2 separate regions of the Gossypium hirsutum genome follow, and region 1 is linked to region 2. The links are chromatin contacts, called in public Hi-C maps. All regions are on one chromosome and are shown on one strand. The core of a region is the stretch at or near the end of the contact, and the rest is flanking DNA. Distances in the headings are between cores, read along the strand shown. Region 1 holds the start of LOC121216298 (zinc-finger homeodomain protein 9). Region 2 has its middle 17 kb from the start of LOC121216297.

Region 1 (4,336 bases), core at 650-3,149, 87 kb before region 2:
AAGATGGCAACCTTAATTGTATACATAAAAGTATTAGTATAAAGTTAATGGGGGTATTTTAATATTAATTATCAGATACAAGTTTTACAACACTTTTTGCTTCTTTTTGTGAGACAGAAGATAATGATAATGGAAGCTATTCTCCTTCTTTTAACTTGGATTAAGGAGAATGTTAATAGATTCAAAGGGGGTTTTAAGATTTTTTTTCACTGTTTGGAAACACAGAAAACATGGAAGTTTATGATCCCAAAGAAGAACTGAGATTCTAAATCAAATTCCCTTTTGGATTGCAAAGCAGCTCTTAATTCCCAGGTTATATATTAGCAGCAACGTGATGATCCTTAATTAAACTAATTAGGAACAAAATGAAAGGAACAAAATTTAAACTAATAAACAAAGTCCCTTACTCTATATCTAAACAGATTATTATCTCCCCCCCCCCATGAGGTATAAAAATAAAAAAGAACAATGAAGCTGATCATCATCATCACCAACAGCAGCATCAAGAGGAAGAAGAAGAGCAGCCATTAGTTCCAACATGAGCAACACTATCAGTTTCGAAGTGATGGTTCAGATTCTGACCGTTGTTGTTGCTGTTGTTATGTTCCTCATGGTTGAATCGAACACTTCCATTTCCATTTCCATTCCCATTCCCATTCCCATTTCCATCTCTAGTTGAGGACCCTCCATTGGCTTGATCTTTCTTCCCAAAAGTGTTCTTATTGTTATGCATCCAAACTTTTAAAACCCCTCTATCAACCCCAACTTCACGGCAGAATTCTTGAATATCTTCTTCATCTCTTTTCTGGATTTTCCACCCAATTTTCTCGGCAAACTCCAGCATCTTATCCTTCTGGTACTGAGTGAACTTAGTTCTGAATCTTTTCTTTGAGTTGGAACCAAGATTAGCAGTGTTTGGTGTCAGCCCACCAGCTGGTAAATGGGAGCTTGTAAGACCTCCTGAAAGAGCTAAAAGCATGTGGGGAGCTGAAGGGTAGTAAGATGATGAGATCGGAGGTGGGGAAGCTGAGTTAGGACTACGATTTGGTTGACCTGCCGTTGCTGGTGGTGGCGGATGGTGGCGGTGGTGAGGCTGGTATTCTATTGTTGGGGTAGCTGTTGTGGGTGGTGGGTCATCCGGTTCGCGGCGGTGGAAGTTGCGGTGGCACCCACAAGCAGCACATTTGAGGGAAGTTGGGTCAGTTGGGGTGGCTGTTGGCGACGGCATGAATTCACCGCAACCGTCTAAAGCATGGCCGCCTAAGCTGGCTGCATGGTTCTTCAGACATTCTTTGTAGGTTATGACGATGGGTGGCGCTTGGTAGTGGTGGTGGTGGTGGTGAGGCTTGTGACGCTTGAGAACACCGTTGGTGAAAGATACAGGCTTGGTGGGTTGGATCCGAGTTGGTGTTTCACTCACTGGCTCAGGCTCGGGCTCAGCCTCTGGCGATTTTGGTGCGGTGCTTGCAAGAGCTATATCCATGGCTTTAACATCTAGAGTTAACACCAAGCAAAAAAAAAGGTAAAAATTAAAGAAAAAGGCTAAAAATGAATTTTAAAAGGGTTTTAAAGATGGGTTTTATGAGAAATATTTGATAATATGCAAGAAATTACGAAGCTTGGTAATGAAAAAGGAAAAGGGATAGAGAAACGGGGGGAAAAATGGGCTCTTCTCTCTTGGGTTGTTAAATGGGGGGGAGATGAAGGAAAAGAAAGGGTGGGAGAGGAATAGGAGAAAGAGGGGAGTGATGATTGTTGATAATTGAAAAATCTATGTTTTTGTGGTTCTCCTTCTTAACCCTTTTTCTAACCCTAGTTATAATCCATGGTTAAGTTGTTAACCCTCTTGGGGGTTAGATATGCCTGTGTAATCCTGGTAAATATTTAGCATTTCATGTATTTTTTTTATACCTCTTTCTCCATTTTACTCTATAAGATTTATAAGTACTTCGTATACATGTTTTAGCATATGAGTTAAATCAATCGGTAGTATTAAACTATTCCCACGATTTATTTTCAGTAAAGAGATAAGTTTTCGCTTATTTTGAACTTTAAAAAGTTATTACTCGGTAGTTTAAATTTAAACTAATAATTAAACGAGACATAAGAGATTTAAAAAAACATATTCAATTGGTAATGTTATTATTGCGACAACTAGGAAGATGTATATTCTAACGTGATCAAGCACCTTTTTTTTCATATTTAAAAACAAAAACTATTAAATAATAAGTGAAATTACATTTTTACTTAAATTTTATTTAATAATGAGGTTAGCAAATTGGATAAACAGAAGCGAAAGAAATGAGTACAATATTGCTGAAAACTAAAATGAGTTATACATTCTTGTTGTTTTATTTTCTAATAAAGTTATTTAATTTAATTTCAATTCAGTAATCAACCATGCTTTTATGTTTTATACCACTAAATGAAAATTTATTTTTAAAATTTATGCTAAAGGTTTCTTTTTAATAAATATTTTTTTAAATTAAGAAATATGACTAAAGGATTAAATAATTTATTTATTTATTGTCGTATCATTGATTCATTTCCAAAGCTTAAACTTTGGACATAGACAGGCATATGGTTAAAATTTGATGAGAAATAATAATATATTTATTTTTTATTAATTTTTTTGAAAAGAGTTAATTTATCTCTTTGGTCTCACAGCTTGTATGGAAGTCCGTGTACATGTACTTCATGCTAACACGGTGCTATATATATTATATGCGGCGTTAATAAATGATTTAAAAATTATAAAAAGTTTCAATAAATTATTATAAAATACATGTAGACTGTCATGTTTAAAAATTTAATATTTTAAAGAAACTCTTTTTTGAAAAACTAATGATTAAATTTGACTATTTTTAAAAAATTGAGAGCCAAATGTAGTTTAAAAAGGGTAAGAGTTAAATTGACAAAAGAAATAAATATTAAACTACTAAAATTGACATTATATCCTTAAATTTAATATCAATTAACAATTTTAGCAAAATTATTTTAGCATTTATATGAATAAATTAGATTCAATATAATTAAAAGCAAACATATATCTTTATAGAAAGTAATTAAACTAAAATATAAAACCAATATCACAACATTTTGAGTTGATGTCACGAGTTAGTCGGACATTAATTCAGTTATAAAATTATGAGAATATTCTTCCATTATTTAAGAGTATTTTACTTTTTTCAATTAAAAAAATTAATAAAAATATGCATATGGTGATATTTGAATTGCATTAAAAAAAATAATCTGTCATTCAACTAAAATTTTATTTTTATATTTATAGACACTTTGTTACCTTCATCAATTGTTTATATCTATACAATTATTTAAGTCATTGTTGAGTTGATGTCATGAGTTAATCAGATAACTCGGTTAGAAAAATTACGAAAACATCCTCCCATATTTAAAATAAAAATATGCATATTGTGGGATTTAAACCCACGTTAGTTGGATTGATAAAAACTTAATTTATCACTAAACCAAATTGTTATTTTAACGTATTTATATACATTTTTATCTTAATATACACAATTTATCTCCATCAGTTGTATATATTAATAACGTTATTAATTGAGTTAGTGTTATAAGTAAACTGTTGATGATAAGATCATGAAAAACAATAAAAATACATTTAGTATTATTAATTTAATATATTTTTGTATTTAAATTTTATTTTACTGGAAAGATAAAAAGGATGATATAAGATGAAGCGTGTGAGGACTGAGTTGACACGGTAAGAATGGATGAAAGCATTGGAAAGAGAGAGAAGAAATGACCTGCAATTTCTGATTTCTCAGGCATTGACTGTATCCCCTCTTAAATTTGTCAAGTGACCTCCTCAGTGGACCACCCTCTTTTCTATTTTTATTCCTTTTTACTTTGAAATTATTTCATTTATTTATCCACTGAATTTATCAAAATTCAAGTGGGTTTTTTAAATTTTCAAAAACATTTACCTTTCTCTCTAAAATTATAAAATTATAAATTTTCAAAAATTCAATAAAATACTGCTTAATTTTTAATAATATATTAAACAGTTTTATAATTTCAATTCAAATCTTACATAATTCATTACAAAAATTTGGCAACTAAATTTTGGATATTTATCAAATATCCCCAATTAAAAATAATAAAAATAAAATATTTATAATTTATAATTTAAATTTTTTCTGTTTTAAAAAAAAATTCATTATAAGTGTGTTAATTAATTATTTTGACAAAAACGTCTGTGCATATAATAATATATTGCAATTCTTTAATAAAAAATTGAAGCTTTGGTTAACAAATAAGTTTAAATACTCGTACCATCTCTGTACACTTCAAACTATTC
Region 2 (4,741 bases), core at 268-2,767:
TGGGCTTGCTAAATTGACCTTTGATAGTAAGAAAGGTGTGCATATTTTCGATGAGTCTCCTAATGAGTTATTAATAATTTTATGTTTGGATAAAATAAGTGATTTATTTACTTCTAGTAATTTAATATAATAACTTTGGTTTTGGTTTTTCAAAAAAAAAAGCACAATTATATTAAATATGGAAATTATAACCTTATAAAAATTTTACAATATATGAATGAAAATTCATAACTAATAAAATTGTGAAAAATGTCAAATATCTAACTATGCTAGAATTGAGTGTTACCATAGTTGTGTGAATGTATTACTTTAGTATGATAAGAGTAGAACAAAAGCAATTAATTCGCATGATATGACGAGCCGCAAAACAGGACATATTTTAATTAATGGCAGTTGGTTTGATTAGAAATTTTATGGTTTGAAAAAATTTTCCAACCTTGTTACAATATAATAAAATGTCAAAAATTAAAAATTAAAAAACAATAGGAATACTTTATTTACATGAAAAATTATATATATAAATATAAAAATATCTTAAATAGTCGATTGAGTCTTAACTCAATTAGTATATTGTTAATATAGGAGGATATGAGTTCGAGTACGTTGAAGTGTATTATCTTCCTATTTATGAGTTGGGTGGCGCTATGGATATTTGTAGGTATTGTCTAAAAAAATAGATATGATCAAAACCTATAATGAAATTATTCAAAAAATTTTTTAAATACAATAGTTTAATCATAAATTCTTAATCAATTCAATTAATTAAACCGACAATTGAACTGCTTGAACCAAAAATTTAAATTTTTAATTATTTTTAATCGACCCAATTAAATCAATTGCATTAATAAACCTATAAACTAATAATCTAACCCATTCTATTAATGATTCGATTTAAAAAACATTGAAACACGTATCTACTTTTTCCTTATTCTAGCTAAAAGCACAAAGCGAGGATTTACCAAAAAAGAGAAAAAAAAAAAGGCACAAAGAGAGGAGGTGGTAGGGTTAAGAGTTACTTGATTAGAGGGTTTGGTCTTCAATTATATATTTGAGATTGATGCTGACATGACTGAATACAAAGCGTTCAATCCCCTCCACACACTTCTTTTTCTATTTCATGGGTCAATTTTGGAGATTGTCTTTTCAATTAGACCTAAACTTAAGAATTAGATATCAATTTATTCGACCAATTTCAATCACCATTCAAAGAATTACATAATTTGGCCTAAATTTCTTATGGACTTAATAAGTTAGGTTGGGTTATCTAATTTATGACCATTTTTATTGTAGTATAATAATTACGAAACGAAACGAAAATCAAATTTTAAAAATTTAAATAACTTTAGACTATGATTAGTGAAAAGGTTTTACTTAACACTAGTTTCGTGGGGAATAAATTTAGCATCAAGTCGTAAAAGGATGAAGGTATTTGTAATTACACCAAAAGATATGAATTCAGTTAAATATAATTTCATGCTAATACGATGTAAATCTGTGAATGAATAAATCCAAGGTAGGGTATCCAATAATTCAAGGCTGGGCCAATTGTAAACCTTTAGTGGTTCTTGGGCCCATAGAGATCTCAGAATTTAGCACTTGAAAAGGAGTTTTCGGCATAAAATTGTGCACTTTGCAACTTCTGAAGGAACAAGGTTTTTTGATGTTTATATAAAAAAAGCTTAATGGCATGACCCTCAAACTCAGAAGTTTTCCAAAAAAGAAGAAAAAAAATTAACAAACCCATGCACTCAATTAAAAATTTTTTCCTTGACAAAATCAATTTAAGTTTTTTTTTATAGAGATTCATAATTAAATTTTAACGTTTTAGTGACGCGGTTATTAACGATCATCATGATATTAATATGAAATAAAAATTTAATATATAAAAATATTTAAAAATTTCAAGTCAAGAATGAATCTTGACAAATAAATTTCTATGTTCATTTGAATCTAAACATCTATTTGTGGAAGTTCATTATAGATGTAATTTTTAAATTATAAATTATAAATATATATAATACTAAAATATTATAAGACATTATAAATTTTTCTAAAATAAAAAGAAAAATGGCGCTTTTTTGTGTGCTTGATATATTTTTGTACTAAAAAGGAAACAAATCGTAGAATCGCAAATTAGAATTAACTAGATTTCACAAAAGTTAATAACAATGGACATAAGGTTAAAAATTTTATATTTTACCATCTGTGCTAAATAAAATAAAATTGTTACATATTTTTTTATTTTATACACATGTTTAACTGTTGGAGAGCACAGCTGCACAAGGGGAAAGAGACTCAAAACAGCCTTTAAAAAATAAGAGATGGTAAAAAAAAAGGTTTCTAAGAGTAATTTTATCAAACAGGTTATGGACACAAATAAGCTATAGTATATTTGAAAAAACTGATACATATTATTCAACTAAAGATCATCCTCTTATATAGGCTTTACACAACAACAAATCTCAATAGAAGAAATGAAAAAACTGGCACTAAATCATATCTCAACAAAAAATAAAAAAAATAAGGAAAAACTAAAAAAATAACACGTTGCATCAGTTAAGGTCTTGAATCATTCTTCAACACTCCCATTTGATTCAAACTTGCACACACCAAGTAAGACTCTAAAATAATAAAACTTCTGTTTGGACAAAGACTTGGTCAGCACATCCGCCAGCTGATCTTGAGTGCTGCAATATTCCAATGTTATCTTCTCCTTTGCAACCAGATCGCGTATAAAATGATAGCGAATGTCTATATGTTTCGTTCTGCTATGGAATGTTGGATTTTTTGTCATGGTAATAGTTTCTTTGTTATCACAAAATATTTTCGCTGGTCCCTTTTACTTATGTTAAAGATATGCTAACACTCTTCTTAGCCAAATGGCTTGACAAGCTGCTGAGGTTGCTACTATATACTCAGCTTCTGAAGTTGACAGTGCTGCTGTAGCTTGCTTTTTCGAACTCCAAGTGATCACTCCCGAACCTAAAGTGAAAACATTTGCTGAAACACTTCGTCTATCATCCAATGAACTTGCCCAATCACTGTCTATGAACCCACACAATCAGAAATTTGAAGTTTTGGAGTACCAAACACCATACTCCAAAGTTACTCCAATATAACGGAAGACTCTTTTTGCTGCTCCATAATGAACTGTTGAAGGTTGTTGCATAAACCTGGAAATAACACCAACAGGGAATGCAATATCAGGCCTAGTGTGCGTCAAGTAAATTAAACCACCTACCAAGCTTCTGAACCTTTTTGCATCTGCCATTTCTCCTCCATCTTCTTGCTGCAATTTCTCATTGATATTCATGGGTGTAGTTGCAGGCTTGCAATTAAGCATGCCAAACTTACTGAGAAGATCCTTGGCATATTTTCTTTGTGAGATAAAAATACCATATTCAGCTTGATAAACTTCAAGAACAAGGAAATAATGCAGTAGACCCATATCCGACATCTCAAATTCATTTATCATTTGAGATTTAAACTCATCCACAAGAAAGGTAGAAGAACTAGTATAAATGATATCATCAACATAAAGACAGACAATGATGAAATCATTACCTTCCTTTTTCTTGGAAAAGGTGGGCTCGTTCTCACTTCTCACGTAACCTTTTTCCTGGAAATACCCATCAATCTTGCTGTACCAGGCTTGAGGGGCTTGCTTCAGTCTGTATAACGACTTTTTTAGCTTGTACACCTTCGTTTCAATGCCCTTCTTTATGAAACGTTCTGGCTGTGCTACATAATCATCTTCTTGTAGATCTCCATTAAGGAATATTGACTTGACATCAAATTGATAAACAGGCCATTGCAATTGTGCAGCCAATGCTAAAACAAGCCTCACTGTTTCAAATCGAGCTACCGGAGAGAAAGTTTCTTCGAAATTAACACCATATTGTTGTGCATAACCTTTCGCCACAAGACGAGCTTTGTGTTTCTGTAAGCTTCCATCAGTAGCAAACTTTGTTTTGAACACCCACTTCAAGCCAATTGCACTTTTGTCTTTTAGTAAGTCCACCATTTCCCATGTTTCATTCTTCTCAATAGCTTTCATCTCTTCCTCCATTTCCTTCTGTCACTCTTCTTTTTCAGCAGCTTTTTCATAGTATATAAGATCTGAAACAACAAGAGTAAACTGACAAGATGCATAAATGTCATCAGCATATTTCGGATTTGACTTTTTGGCGCTTGCCGACCTTCTAAGTGGAAGTTACTCAGCTAAAGGCTCTTCAGGAATTGTAGCTCTTGGTGAGTTAGGAGGTGAACTTGCTGAATTTAAATCTTGTCTTTCATCTTGTGAAACCTCAATGTGCATAGAGATTTGCTGATATACCTACTCTTCATTCCAATCCCGGCTTGTATTTTCATCAAAAACGACATTCCTGCTAATGATCACCTTGCCACTCAAAGGGTTGTAAAGCCTATATGTCTTGGATTGAGTGTAATAACCAACAAAGATACATTTCACGGACTTTTCATCAAGCTTGCTTCGATTGTGTGAATCTACCAAAGAATAGGCAATACAACCAAATAATTTCAAGTGGCTTACCGAAGGTCTCCTAGTATTCCATGCTTCATAAGGTGTTCGGTTGAGAACCACCCTTGTTGGAGACAAATTCAGCAAATAAACAGCAATAGCAACACTTTTAGCTCAAAACTTATCTGGCAGCCCCTTAGATCTCAACAAACTTCTTGCCATTTCGATAACCGTTCGGTTCTTATGTTCAGCCACACCGTT

What was found. A called contact is a pair of places that touch in the nucleus more often than the background predicts.
Region 1: a Hi-C map of leaf shows a contact between it and region 2, with 4 times the contacts expected there. The contact joins the promoter of LOC121216298 here to the enhancer-like site in region 2. A contact is called at or near these places in 8 of 34 Hi-C or Micro-C datasets (cotyledon, fibers and leaf).

Annotation. Positions count from the first base shown.
Region 1 is chrD04:8,217,567-8,221,902 of Gossypium_hirsutum_v2.1, reverse strand. It overlaps LOC121216298 (zinc-finger homeodomain protein 9), which reads right to left and starts at 1,899. Exons shown (of 1, transcript XM_041091883.1): 1 at 264-1,899. The coding sequence starts at 1,483. The coding sequence ends at 503.
Region 2 is chrD04:8,129,322-8,134,062 of Gossypium_hirsutum_v2.1, reverse strand. No RefSeq gene overlaps it. Among protein-coding and RNA genes, the nearest start is that of LOC121216297, 17 kb to the right of the region's middle. Within about 2 kb of position 1,517, at least 3 of the 9 cell types and tissues checked have an H3K27ac peak or open chromatin away from gene starts, as enhancers often do. A contact at or near this core is called in fibers and leaf, where this site is marked.